Linked DNA regions of Mus musculus: region 1 is linked to region 2. A link is a contact called in public HiChIP or PLAC-seq data. All regions are on one chromosome and are shown on one strand. Each heading gives the region's core, a stretch centred on a gene start, on an enhancer-like site or on the middle of the called end of the contact. The rest is flanking DNA. Distances are from core to core; before and after follow the strand shown.

What was found. HiChIP or PLAC-seq counts read pairs in DNA pulled down with a chosen protein or histone mark.
Region 1: an H3K4me3 HiChIP or PLAC-seq map of embryonic stem cells shows a contact between it and region 2, with 30 read pairs. The contact joins the enhancer-like site here to the promoter of Bod1 in region 2. A contact is called at or near these places in 17 of 39 promoter capture datasets (the C10 cell line, the HPC-7 cell line, cranial neural crest and 11 more), 1 of 15 datasets of contacts at CTCF or cohesin (the NIH/3T3 cell line), 7 of 484 Hi-C or Micro-C datasets (CD4 T cells, the N1E-115 cell line, Th1 cells and 4 more), 25 of 115 datasets of contacts at active chromatin or transcription factors (the SCID.adh cell line, bone marrow-derived macrophages, craniofacial prominence and 15 more) and 3 of 9 other capture datasets (embryonic stem cells, liver and macrophages).

What each region holds. Positions count from the first base shown.
Region 1 is chr11:31,976,702-31,984,057 of GRCm38.p6, reverse strand. 4930524B15Rik (RIKEN cDNA 4930524B15 gene) reads right to left here. Exons shown (of 5, transcript NM_026262.1): 4 at 7,228-7,272; 5 at 4,407-5,816. The coding sequence ends at 7,252. It also overlaps the pseudogene Gm35267. Among named protein-coding and RNA genes, the nearest start is that of 4930524B15Rik, 15 kb to the right of the region's middle. Within about 2 kb of position 1,272, at least 13 of the 459 cell types and tissues checked have an H3K27ac peak or open chromatin away from gene starts, as enhancers often do. A contact at or near this core is called in the N1E-115 cell line, differentiating embryonic stem cells and embryonic stem cells, where this site is marked.
Region 2 is chr11:31,667,904-31,674,941 of GRCm38.p6, reverse strand. Bod1 (biorientation of chromosomes in cell division 1) reads left to right here and starts at 3,080. Exons shown (of 4, transcript NM_001024919.1): 1 at 3,080-3,441; 2 at 5,574-5,698. The coding sequence starts at 3,241.

The DNA.
Region 1 (7,356 bases), core at 23-2,522, 310 kb before region 2:
CTGTCATATATGCCATGGCCAAAGTTTTTAGTTTTCATGTTCTGAACAGGGACTGGGAAAGGTATATCTACTTTTCTTCACTGGAAACACGGTGCATTCTGGCAAAAGTCAAGAATATGCAACAACATCATCATCATCACATCTTCTAGAGCCTCTGACTTTCCCAACTGGGGCCTAGACTTGGCACAGCAGAGCCAGCTCCACACTAGTATATATTGTTGAATTGTATACTTCCAACCATTATACCACCAATAATGACTGGTATTGATAGAGAATCGAGGGAAAGGAAGAAAGGTGGCTAGGGAAAGTCTTAGACATTTTTTGGTTCAATTGTAAACATTTTTTAAGCAAAGGAAGTGGGCAGCCTTTGAGGCCCAGCTCCCTAAAGTGTGCCTGTCTCAATATCTTTGTGATAACTTAGTCACTGAAAGGAACTGTTGGAAAAAATGGCCTCACAGGCATGCCTCACAGTGTAGCCATTGATCATCTCATTATGTCCTTTTGGGATGAAATGTGAAAAGCTATTTCCACAGCTCCAGTAGATACATGGCCAAGTTAGAAACTTCTGTCTCCACAGCAGCTCTCCTGCCTTATCTCCTGGAGTAACAGACTGCTCTAATGCAGTGTCTCTCCACCCCCAGACCTCCACTATCTAATCTCAAAAGTATTATTTCACCATTGTATAAGCTAGCACACAGATTCTGAGATGAGTACAGACTTTCCCAAAGCACTGATCTTTTCTTCAGGGTACATCAGACATGAAAATATCCTGACTTTTAACTAGTTCCTATGCTGAAAAAAATCTGTTATTTTTCCTCATGACTGAAGACACACCTTAAACCATTTGGGTATCTGAGAATACATGGTTGGATAATTATTTGTTTGGGGGCTGTTTCTTTTCTATTCTGTAATTGCCAAAACTTTTCATTGAAACCATAGGATCTCTCCTCTCCCTATAGTGCACACTTAGGCATATAACATCTCTGGAGAACACAAAACAAATATTGAAAATATAATCATAGGTCATATTACACCACTTTGGTCATATGCCATACAGCAGGGATGCCATGGCAATCTACCACAATGCATTGCTCATCTGTTCGTGGTAGTGCTGGGCAAGTTTGTTGTACCACCAGTTGTAGCCTCCTACAAGCCTGAAGCAGGCTGAGCCAGAACTTGACCTTGCTGCCACTAAGGAGATTATCTAGGGTGGAGCCTTCCTCCCTAGATCTCTCTATTGTTCAGCCACTATCGCTGTTCCTGCTGTTCCTCTTCAAGATACTGCTACCTGCGGAGAGCCCTCCCCCACCCCTCCAGAGCTATTCCGGAGGCTACACCCTATCTTGCACGTCATCACCTGCAGCTGGTTCTGGGCTCCAAGGATGAACTGGCGGGAATGGACTTCCCCCCCCCTTTTATAAAGCATGTCCGCCATTAAACATTTGAACCTTGAGCAGACTAGTTGTCTTGGTTCCATTATTTCTTAACCCACCTAGGCTCCCTCTTTTCTTTCAGTTCCAAGATGCCTTCCAGGCTTGAACCCAGACATGAGAGCCGCAGGCCAGCCCCAACAATTTGGTGAACCAACGCGGAACCTGGGGAAGGCAGAGGACATTTGGAAGAAGCACTGCTGGTTTGGAGCTCCATGGAAGAAGAAAAGAATTAAAGAAAATTCGTATTGGTATAGGTTAAGCTAGATCAGCGCTAAACCGGAACACTGGGTTCACTTAGGTTCAGCAGTGAGTTATCGGGAACTAGGAACTCAACAGGCAGGCAGTTAGCTGCAGCTTCCAGAAGCTTTTTTAGGTGAGAGAAATAAAAGGGTTTAATAAAAGGTATTTAATAATCAGGCGAATGGCTGCAGTTGGAAACTTTATCAGGTGGGAGGAAAGTAGATTTTGAAACTCTCCCAAGGACAGAGAGACAATCGGGGAATCCCCTCTTGTGTGTGTGCCAGTGTCTTTGTTCTGAGTGTCTGTCTTATGTTTCCTGAAACAAACATGTGCTCCTTGTGTTGGTTTGTTGTCTGTGTCTCGTCCCTTGTCTCTGAAGCATGGCGCAGTCTGAGTTTGGATCTGTCTGAGTTTGGTTTCTCTGGTGTTTATAGACTATGGGGTTTTCTGGAACGTGCGCTTGGTATTTGCAGCTGTCCCTTCAGGCTGTAAGGACCGGAGGACTGTGGTCAGCAGATGTGCTAGGAAGACCTCCATCTCATCAGGGGATGCCCTGGGGAGTGGGGAGAGCCACAGACGTCTGGCAGTCTCCGGAGATCGGTCAGAGGGACCAAGTTTTGTTTATGAAATGGAAGTTTACCCTTCTAATTCTTTTGCCTGCTCGTGGAGGATGAAAAGGGTTGCATGTGTCTGGATCTGTTGGTTTCTGTTTTGTGCGTTTTGTGTATGTGTTTAGAGCTTTGTGAAAATTTAGAGAAGTGCTAGTGTGACTGGAAAAGCCCTGCTGGGAGCTGATTGCAAACGCAGCTCCTAAAGGGTCAGGCAGCCTTTTGCTTGTAACAGAAAGTTAGCTTAAAATTGGTAACTCAGAGTTAGAGTCATTCTAAACAACATGTGGCAGGAGCGAACCCAGGAAAACAAGTCTTTAAAGATACTTCAAAATAGGGATAAGCTTTGGGCCAGGACTCTGGCAGAGTGCTCAGATTGAGAAATGTTTGCGCTTGGGTAGATGCAGAGCTCAGCTTAGAGCAGCCTTAGTAAGGTTTGTGTGGCATTTCTTTCGTTTTGCAAACCTTGACTGGGGAAGTTCCTGGGACCTCACCTCTCCCTGCCTTCAGGGAAGATTCCTTAAGATTCAGAGGCAATATCTTTTAATACTTAGGTTTTTAGCTATACTAGAAAATCACGGTCCTGAAAATCTAAGAAAGAGAAATTGATTTGCTTCAAAATTTTATTTTCAAAAGCTTCCAGGAGATGTTAATTGGCTAAGACCTCACCTTAAACTCACCACAGGAGAACTTAAGCCTTTGTCAGGTGCTATTAAGTGAGACACAAATTAACTGGTAAAGAACAAAAGGACTTGCAGAAATTAAAGAAAGCTTTTATAGTTGTTATCAATAATAATCAATGGTAATTAAATATTAGCTGCCTATTTTAGCTATTGGTTATTAAATGTGCCAACAACAATTCCTTGGCTAGAGAAAATATTGTTGTAAAATCATCCTTCTTCACCTCAAAGTAAAGTTTCAGCATCCTATTAAAGCTGCTGTGGTGCTAATAAAGAATTATAAGAAAAATTCATATAGTTTGGGATAACTATAACAAAAATTGTGCCTTAAAAACCTGACTAAGTGTCTGTTCCTTGTTCCAAACAGCAATTAATCTGGTTATTAAAGAATATTAATATTTGATCTATTGCATACCATCATTTTAAATAATTATAGATAAGTTAAAAATTGTTTTTATGCATGCTTTTGTATCTTCTATAAATTCATGCATGCATGCATCCCAATTATTGTGTTTCAAAACAGCCCTCTTATGGGAGAAAAGTATATGTGAATTGGATCACACGCTTATTCTTTTGAGCTTCCCCCTGTTTCAACACAGATCCTGAATCTTCTAGTAAGTATGACTCTAACCTTGATTATGGCTAAAAATCCTGTAGTCTTTCTGCAATTCTCAAAGTCACCTCCCCCACACCAGGAGCTCTAAGTCTAGCCTGATCGTTGCTAATTTGCAATTGAATGGAGTACCTGGACTTCCCCAAAAGAAGCTTTTGTACTGTGCCTTTCACTGTCTTGACTTTTTCAAGCAGGTCAGTCAACACCCTTCAGCCTGACTTCAGCGGGCATGCATCCCCGCCCCCAACAGCACGCAGGTGGCAGTTATTAATTTTCATCAAGAAGAATTCTAAGTACACATTGTGGCTTTGGTCTGATTTGGGAATAAGGTGCACTATGTGGGCCGGTTAGTCAATGATAGGCAACCAGATCCCAGATCATACCAATCTAAGACAGGGGTACATTCCAAAATGCCGTGGCTGTTGATAATATACCACAAAGCCATGTTTGTGTGAATTATGACACAAACTAGCTGCATGTAGCTTCCTATGATGGAATTGGATGGTTTGAAAGGATCTGAGATTCTAAGGCAGGCATGGCCGCCAGCCACCATAATTCCCAGGCAGGACTATGGAGCATAAATAAATTTTATGCCTCAGTCCAGCTTTTTTTTAATAGTAATAACAGGGAGGAGATGTAGCCTCCCACAAGCCTGAAGCAGGCTGAGCCAGAACTTGACCTTGCTGCCACTAAGGAGATTATCTACCAGTCACACAAAAGGGACTTGTATGGGACAGTGCTGGGGATGTGCTCAGTGGCAGTGTTCAGTTCACTTGCCCAGAGCCCGCATTTGATTCCCCGCAGCACACAAAGGCCAAGGATACTCAATGATAACACATTACTGCTTTATCTAGTCAACATACTGTTTTCATCACTAATGTACATTACCTTTATGTATAGAAAAGCTTTTAGTTTAAAGCAGAATGCCCCATTACAGAGGCAGCAGGCTCTCATGCCTTGTGTTTATTGTCACCCTTGCTGCAGTTGGAGCCATGCTCAGTGATGACTCAGGCCACTTAGCTTTGTGTGAGCGTACTCTATGATACTCATAAGATGTCAGAATCATCTGTGGTACATTTCTCAGAATGCACTGCCACAAGAACAGACTATTGGGCTAAAATAAAACTGATTTAAGCAAAGAAAAAGACAAATCAGGACTAATAGAATTACTGGGCAAATTCCTCTGGCACAGACCAGTGGAAAGACTGAAGAGGATGAGATGAAGAGAAGAAGGAAATGTGAAATGTCCACAGCTCCAATAGATATGCCTCTGACTTGAAACCGTCTCAGGTTCTCATGAAGAGTGTATCAGGTCCTGATAGGAATCTGAAACGGTGGATAAATCATGGCATCACATCTGCTGTTCAATATCTGAGGAGGAAATTCACATTGTATTTTTCTGTTCAACAAAACAGATATATTTCACTAGAAATTATTAAACAATAAATAAAACATTTAGAACATTCATTTCCATGGAAGTCTTTAGAGCTGCATGGTTCTAGAACAGTAGGACACTTTGTCTCCAGCGTGACACTCACGTGACAGTGAAATGCATACATACTAACAGAGCTGATAAAACAGGCTTTGTTTCCATAGAGTCAGCAGCTCACACAAACCTAAACATAGCTAAAAATCTTTGTCTACACTCTCCACAAACTTTTATGCAGTTAGGTTTATAAACATCTTCCATTTGGTAGTAGATTTAACTTGTATAAACTAACATTTGAAACTTTATTGAGGGATATAGCAATGTGAAACTTGACTTAGCGTTGTCCAAAGATGTTGGATAAGCCTGTGGGGAGAAACTGTGGATCTCATATGCAAGGCCTAGGCCTTTTGCCTAGGTGACATGTGTCCATCAACAGGAAACAGGTGAATTTACTAGTCATTTAAAGAACATACAATCACAAAACCAAAGTTGTTGAATCTCATGAAGGGATGAAGTTGTAGCTTGGAAAGAAAAAAACCCACAAATTGTACAGACATTACCACCTTCATGAGAACTTTGCATATTTGCATTTTCTAACAGCTCTGTGAGGACTTCTCAATGATGCTGTGCATCAGGTTCTTGTCCAGTTGAGACATCAGCAGTTGGGGAGTTGGTGAGAGTTGTCTCTTCCTGTGTGAACATGGTGTGGACTGAAGCAAAGCATGTCCCAGAAGTCTACAGAAAAACAGCTTCTTGATCGAGACCCAGGAAGGTGTCAGGCTCCCCTATCTCTGTCACCAACTCTTCCTCAAGCTGATTGAGAAAAGCTGAAATTAAGCTTTCAGAAAGGAACCCAGTTTATATGCACCCAACACCCAAGAGCAAAAAAGGCATTGGAGAATTAATTCTTCAGGCTCTCCTCTAAAACGTCTGAAAAAGAGAACCCAATTCCTGAAGAAGCAGGAAGCAGTGGCTTAGGAAAAGTGACAAGAAAGGTGTGTCCTTTGCAGACTGATGACACAGATGAATAGAACTTACTCATCTGAATAATGTTTTTAGTTTACTGTAAACTTGGGTGGATGAGTTTGTCTAATTGGCTTGTTGAATAGGCTTTTAACTGAAAAAAAAAATGAGTCTAAAATTTAGCCATTCAAAAGAAACCAGCGATAAAAGCAGAGAATTTTTATAATTTGTAAATTCTAATTGCATACTTGAATTTATGCTGCTTCTTATACCTGTTAAGTCTCTTGTTAAAATCAACATTACATGATGCTCTACTTAGTAATGTAATGTCTTTGAGATTTGCTTAGATTTTTTTTATACTAATGGCATTTTACGGCATTGATTATGAAAATAGTGCCATATTGTTACAGCATGTTTGCTTTAAAAAGTTGACTTAGGATTTCTCACATTAAAAATTTCAGTATTTAAAAATAAAAAATAAAATACACTTTCCTTACACTGCTCTTGTCTGCAAAATTCTTATTGTCTTTCCTCAGATCTGCCTTTCCTCTATTACTCCTCAAGTCTCAGAAAACAGGAGGAAATCTGCCCCTACATGTAGAATGGGGCCAGGTGACTGGGAAACCAGGGGATACAAAAAGAAATTTACTTTGTGTGTGTGCGCGTGTGTATTGTAAACCAGACTATTAAAGTATCTATGGAATAGTTGAAAATATTAGAGGTCATGGGTAGGATAGAAATAGTAGCTAAGGCTATAAAAACATGAGTTATGTGAAGAGAGAAATAGGAGAGACACAGTTACTCTTAGGGCAGCAGAAGGGACAGCTTAAAAATGAACAAAAGATACAGCAAGAGACACAGAGGAGAAGCATGACACAAACTACAGCTTGTCAGAGGGGCAGTGAGGCTGTAATACATGTGACAGCACAGTCCAAGAGAAAGCAACAAAGCAGAGCAGAGACATATATAAAAGATGGAAAACCACACACTCATATGTATACATGTATATCACACTTATATATGTGATACACACACACACACACACACATACATCATAGAAAGAGTAGTTCTAGGAAATGACAGAGATGGGGCCTAAGTGAAGATTTAAATTAAAAACATATTTAATGAGGTGTGTTGTGTGCCAAGCACTGGGTTAAGGAAGGAAGAAGGTAGAGGTAACAATGAGGGCACAGTGAAGGTTAGAGACAGCAGGACACACAGGGAGGGAAAGGTCTCTTCAGGGATCTCAGTGGACTCTCACCAGAGAAGGCAGGAAGATTCACATTTATCTTGCAGCAACTCGAATCTAGGAACAACATATGAGAAGTTCAAGTTGATCTGTAACACTTATTTTTGTCACCAAATACATATTAAGATATAAAAATTATAT
Region 2 (7,038 bases), core at 1,831-4,330:
TCACAACAATAAAAGCCCAACTAAGAAAGGGACTAAAATATATTCTTATCTACGTATACTCTGATCAGACAGTTAATGGAGTTGCTAAAGTCAGAGCCTGGGCCATGACAATCCTAACAAGCCAGGTTCATCCACTCACTGACCTCTAAACAGCCAACCAATGAGACATGTTGGAAAAGCAGAGAAAGAGATCTAGTCAATGTGGTCATGTGGAGAGAGGCCTAATGACGGCACCAAGTCTGCCTTCCAGAGACCTAACATGAGGTTGAGATTAAGAGGTATGGCCGGGTGTGGTGGTGCACACCTTTAATCCCAGCACTCAGGAGGCCGAGGCAGGTGGATTTCTGAGTTTGAGGCCAGCCTGGTCTACAAAGTGAGTTCCAGGACAGCCAGGGCTACACAGAGAACCCGTCTCGAAAAACCAAAAAGGAAAAAAAAAAAAAAAGAGAGGTATGCATAATTACTAAGCTGGTCAAGTTGTTCATATGGTCTCCTGCAAAGTGGCCATCAAAGTTGTCGGAATGGTGTGGAATCTTGTTCCAAGCGACAAGCTTTCCAGCTGGCTGGTACCAGACTTTAAATACTCCCTCTACTAGCATGAGCTTCTTCAGAGAGAGCCCATTAGATTTACTAGGGACTACTGGCTCAATATTCTGATAGTCAAAAGGGCACAGCTCAAGGCTCTTTAGCATAGCTTCATTCCTGTCAGGATGGTTGCGCTATTCTACAAGTAGGAAAGGGACAGGGACTTTTAGCCAAGTATTGTGCTAAGCACCAAAGTCAAAACAAACAGTTGTGGTTTCTACTTTGAAGATTATACTCTGGGTGTGGTTGGGGGCATCGGGGTGCAGATGGCCAATCAGCCTATAAATTATTCACTTCCAGTTACAACAATTGCTTTAAGAACTTAGCTCAACAATAGACAAAATTAGACCGGGGACCAAAAAAAGATTTTGTGAGGAAAGAATAAGATATGGTGTGCCTAAAATGCAACCTATAAGAAGGGCACCCTGCCTCCAGCCCTCCCTCCAGGAGGGGCCAGGGTTGAACTCTCTAATAGGACTCCCTCAGAGCCAGACATGAGAGGTCAGCATGGGTCAGTAGTAGAAACAGACTTGAGATGTCCCAAAGGGTTGCAAGCTGTCATGACACATTGTGATCAGCTTAACCTTGCGACTGGCTGAGCTGTTGCTAAGAAGTATGAACTGAGAGTGGCTACTTGTTTTGTGCTCTAATTTCAGTTCTCTTGGGTAGCAAATGTTGGGTGAGAGCATCTTGGATCACTGCCTACTGTGCATCTTCCCCGGAGCCAAGGGCACTGTAAATGTTATCCACATCTTTTTCAGTTGTCATGGGTGACGAGGAGGAACCACAGCAGATGTAGTTCTGAGAGCTGGGGAAGTTGATGAGTTGATGATCAGCCAAGAAACAAAGAGGACAGAAGCACCTAAGAAATCAAAACTGTCCAGGCATGGTGGCACACACCTTTTAGCCCAGCACTTGGGAGGCAGAAGCAGGCGGATCTCTGTGAGTTCAAGACCAGCCTAGTCTACAAAGCGAGTTCTAAGACTGCCAGGGTAGTTAAACAGAGAAACCCTGTCTTGAAAAAAAAAATCAAATATGATCTCTCCTATAAAATATATAAAATTTGTGTTTAGAAGAAGAAATTAAGTTTTTTTTTCCTCCCTCACTTTGTAAGACCTGCAAATGTTAGAATCCCGTGGACATTTTTTATTTACACAAAGGAATTTGATGGCCTTTTCTCCTTGGTGCAGTGACCTCTTTCCCCTTCCTCCTCTACTTCTTATGCACAAATTCTTTTCAGATAACTGAGTAAGATTGTTATGTTGGACCCTAGCCAACTGAGAAAAGACAGGATTCACCTTCCTCAGAATAAAAACCAAATGCACTTCCTGTCTAGGTGTGTTCCCTCCCCTGCCCTTTCCTGCCCCAGCAAGCCTCTTGATCAAGTAAAGTTTGCCTCATCCAGACACTTAGCTGAAATGATGGTCTCTCTTAGCAATCCAAACTTTTTTTTCTAATAGGGGCAACAGTGGGGAATTCAGTGCAGACTTGTGGGTGTAAAAGCTAGGGTATTTTACTTGTTGTAAAATGACAGCTAGCTATCAGGACCGTGGATATGTTAGGTTAAACACTGGACCACAGCACCTACTATACTTCATCTAGGTATATATATGACCACGGTAATTATTTCTGTTCTTCTATTTCTGCATCTGCACAAAGAAATAGTAGTGCCAGCTTTCAGGTAGTTGTGAACGTATTTAAAGAGTGCAGCACTATTACATCTAATTCATTCTACTTACTGGATCTACTATTAGTAATGCTGACAATATTTAATGCTAAGGCGAAAATCCACACATGCAAAAAAGACTTAACAGCAGTTTTTATTTTCTTCTTGTTATTTTACGAGTTCGTAAAATGAATCTGCATTGCTATTAATCAGGCAGAAGGGTACAAACTTTTGAACAGAAGTTTGATTAGTAGGCAGGTTAGAGAGCTTGAGAGGGTATAGGCACTTGCCACTGAGCTGGAGGATACGTGTTCGATCCCACCACTTACATCACAGGAGAGACCAGTGTGTCCCAAGTAGTCCTCTGACCTCCACATATGTGCTGTCGCACGCTCCACCGCCCCTCCCTGCCACACAAAAAGTAAAAATTAATTTTGTCAAAACAATAAGATTAACCCATTGTTAACCAAATCTCCCAGATCACATTATTTAAGGGGATCGTGGGAATGGAGCGACTGTCAAAAGCACAGGCTGCCAGGCATAAATACAGAGCTGCTGAATCACAGTCGTTAAAGGATACACTCGTAATCTTTTAATCAGTTCTGCAGGTGACCCGGAGGTCTGATTTGGGAGGGCTGCCGTGACTGGGTAGGTTCTGAGCCTACAATGCCCAAGCTGTCCCGCAAACTAGCGCGAGCGAGCCAACAGCCTGCCGGGAGTTGTAGTTTCTAACGGCCAGACACGGGCTATAAGAACATAGGTGATGGCTCCAGGAAACCAACCGTCCCACAATGCAAAGGCCGTCGGTGACGCCATTAGACGAGCGCCGGCAGCGCGGCGAGCGGGGAGCGCCTTGGTCCCCGCCGCCTCCCACCCTGCCGCCTCCGTCGCCGCCGCCTCCGTGGGCCCCTCCGTGTCTGCGCAGCTCTGCCCGCGGCTCCCGGAGGAGCAGCGGAGCGCGGGGCCCGGCGCGGGCGCGGGGTGCGGCCATGGCGGACGGTGCGGGAGCAGGCGCGGCGGGCCAGGCTTCGGGACCGTCCGGGGGCTCGAGTGGGGCCGGCGGCCCTGTCAATCCCGCTTCGCTGCCTCCGGGAGACCCGCAGCTCATCGCTCTCATAGTGGAGCAGCTCAAGAGCCGTGGGCTGTTTGACAGCTTCCGCCGGGACTGCCTGGCCGACGTGGACACTAAGGTACCTGAGCCTCGGGGGACCAAGGGGGGCGGACCATCCAGTTGCTTTGACGTGCCAGAGCCCGGAGTAAAACAAAAGGCACCTCGAGAGCCTGGCAGGGACGCGCTGCTCGGGGCACTACCGGTATCTTCTGAGTGGTGCACACCCGACACCGGAGCCCTTACCAGCTGTGATTTTTAAATCAATCAATCAATCAATCTATCTATCTATCTATCTATCTATCTATCTATCTATCTATCTATCTATCTATCTATCTATCTATCTATCTATCTATCTATCTATCTATCTATCTATCTATCTATCTATCTATCTATCTATCTATCTATCTATCTTCTGAGTGGTGCACACCCGACACTGGAGCCCTTACCAGCTGTGATTTTTAAATCAATCAATCAATCAATCTATCTATCTATCTATCTATCTATCTATCTATCTATCTATCTATTCATTTATTTATTTATTTATAGTTCTTTCGCTTTTCTGAACTTGAGGATTCTTTAATGGCTGCACACGTATACCCACTCCATACCCAAGAAACTTGTGTTTTACAACCCATGGGAAAGGTAGAGTACTTTAGAAGCTCCACCCGTTCCCTTGTTCACCTGGGAGGTGATTTTTAGCACTGGCTGGATGGGACTGCACGTTAATAGTCCCTTTCCCCAGCTGAATCATTTGCAGACTTGTTTGAGGTCAAATTGGGATAAGCTGTCGAATCAGCACCTTCTTTTTTTCCATTTAACTAATTGAAATGGAGTTAATGGCTATGTTAGATCCAGTGCCAAAGGCCAGTCTACCGTTAAACAAAATGCTAATTCACCTCATTTGGAAACTTTGGAATGTGTGTCACGGGGCAGGTATATAGTAGCCAGAACATTTCCTTTCCCATTACAAAACTTGCTTGCCAAGATTAAGGTGTGGAGCTAGGAGCCTCTTTGCTGACTGAGAGGGCTCCCCAGGGTAGTGGTTGCTCCTCATGCTGTCAGGGCTGTGAGTCACCAAGCAAGCTGGTCTAGTAGGCCTTAGCTGGGGCTCAGCTGTCAGCTACAGGCTGCTGGGGCCTGTCCTACGGCTTTGATGTGCGGTAAGGTCTTCCCTACATAGACATGTCTTAGGCCACAATCTGCACAGGTAGGCCATCCTTCCTGCTTCCATGTTCTCGTAGAGCGACCAGAGCCATGCAGACACTGACATGCCATTCACCAAGGATCGGGTGAAGAGGTACTATCTGCCTCCAGTTGGAGAGAAGGTCAGGGGCTCAGAACATTCCTTGTACTCACGAGGTAGTTTCCTAGTCTTGTTCTTAAGCTCTGAGGAAGAGGATTTAGACTAAGTGCCTCAGGCTCCTTTGAGGGTCACAGCTTTCCTGGAAACGCTTCACAGAACTCCCTTGGTTGTAGCTGTAGGGACTCTTGCTGAGGCTTGGGTGGCTGTTTCATTTGGAGGGGCCTTTCCTTGGTATACTGCCATGAACAGTCACTGTGAGTCAAGCAGACAGGAGTGTTTGCATTTTAGGGATGGAAATTACTGACACTCAGAAATCAGGTGACTTGTAAGAAGTCAGTGCTCGGCCTCAAACCCTGTTCCTTCCAGAAGCAGCTTGCATCTGTCCTTGGCCACATGGAGATAGAGGGCACCTTTGTTTCCTCTTTTAAGCCTGAAAGTCTAATGTAAAAAAATGAGGGCAGCATAGTACTAATAGGGTTTCCGCTCGTGGAGTTTCTTTAGAAGTAGATTGGCTTAAGGGCTGGAGCAAGAGCTCAGAGGTTAGGACTGTTCTTCCAGAGGTCCTGAGTTCAATTTCCAGCAACCACATGGTAGCTCATAATGAGATCTGGTGCCCTCTTCTGGCCTGCAGGCATACACACACTCTATACTTAATACACATAATAAATAATTTTTTTTAAGTAGATTGACATATATAGGCAGTGCCCTGCACTGTGCCCAGCCACTACAAGACAGGCACCCTGCTGGCTGTTGCCTCATGGCCGCTGTACTGCAGGTGAACGCTGAGGTTGGGTGGGAGTGTGTTTAAAGGAGAAGATGTGTTTCTCTGAAAAGCAGTTTCCTGAATGGCTCAGTGCCAGGACATTGGCACACACACTAACACGGTCTCTTCTGAATGAATGTCTTAGCCAGCTTACCAGAACCTAAGGCAGAAGGTGGATAATTTCGTGTCAACACATCTGGACAAACAGGAATGGAATCCTGCAATGAACAAGAACCAGTTGCGAAATGGGCTGAGGCAGAGCGTGGTTCAGTAAGTAGAGAAAAGGTGGAGGCCCCAGCGTGAATGCTACACAGGCTGACCACAAGTTCATGGGGGTCTTGGTCTGTGGTACTTTGTAGCCATCTTGCTGTCTTGTGCATCACGGAGATGGTGAACAGAGCCCTGGAGTGCTGGCTGCTCACTCTGGGTCATTCCTAGCTGTGTGCATTTGGTGGTGGCTCTGGAAGGCCTTCCAGATTGCCAGGCTTGCTCTTCATTCTTTGAAGCTTTCAGTGTAATCTGAATACAAGTGTGAGTTTTATACCAAGATAGCAGTGTTAGGGTGTGGAAAGTAAGTTCTGTATGTTCTGTGACCATGGCTGCTAAAGTGTGGTGACAGTTCACAGGAAGATGTCCTGTAAAATGTTGTCCTTTATAGAAACAAACTGAACTTTTGTTAGAAGGTCCTGTAGAGCACTCACATGAGTGACCTCATTGTTACTGGTACAGTGGAGTGGGTCATGGGTTTCAAGGTAAATTTCTTTCTGCTCTTTCAGGATCCATTTTGGCTTAGGGCTTTTGTTTGGCACTTTTTTTTTTTTTTTTTTTTTTTTTCGAGACAGGGTTTCTCTGTATAGTCCTGGCTATCCTGGAACTCACTTTGTAGACCAGGCTGGCCTTGAACTCAGAAATCTGCCTGCCTCTGCCTCCTGAGTGCTGGGATTAAAGCTGTGTGCCACCACGCCTGGCTTGTTTGGCACTTCTTAATCCACTAAATTGTTGAATAAAAGCTTATGAAGCAGGACTCTGAAAATAGAAACATCGGGGAATTGTGAGAAAAGCAAATCTTAGAAGACTGATATGACTGCATTTGCTGATAGTGCAGAGATTCGTGAAGGCGTGGCTGCCAAAGACGTGTAGGCAGTTGGACTGGGAGAGCCAAAGCACAGGCTCTTAGTTATGCTGGTGCAGATCTAAGAAACGCATGCAGTAATGCTGTGCTGTATCCCCCAGAGGCCTTTATGTTAGAGGTTGGTCCCCAGTGTTGTTAAGGTGGGAGCTGGCAGAAGAGGTTCAGCTCATGGGGCCTTCTCCCCTGTGGCACTGAATTAGTTCTTTGAGAATCAGTTGTTGAGTTTAGCCAAGTGTGATGCCATGCTCCTGTCATCCCAGCACTCAGAGGTTGAGGCAGGAAGAATGTTAGGAGAACCAGGCAGGTTTGGTTATGTAGTGAGTTCCAGACCAGCCTCAGCTATACAGTGGGACCTTCCTAGAGAAGGAAAGAAAATAAAAAATGGGTGAATTCAGCTGATTTTCTCACTAGGCAGTGCGACTTGGCATGCATGTGATCACCATCATGCTGTAACACAGATAGGGACTTGAGCAGACTG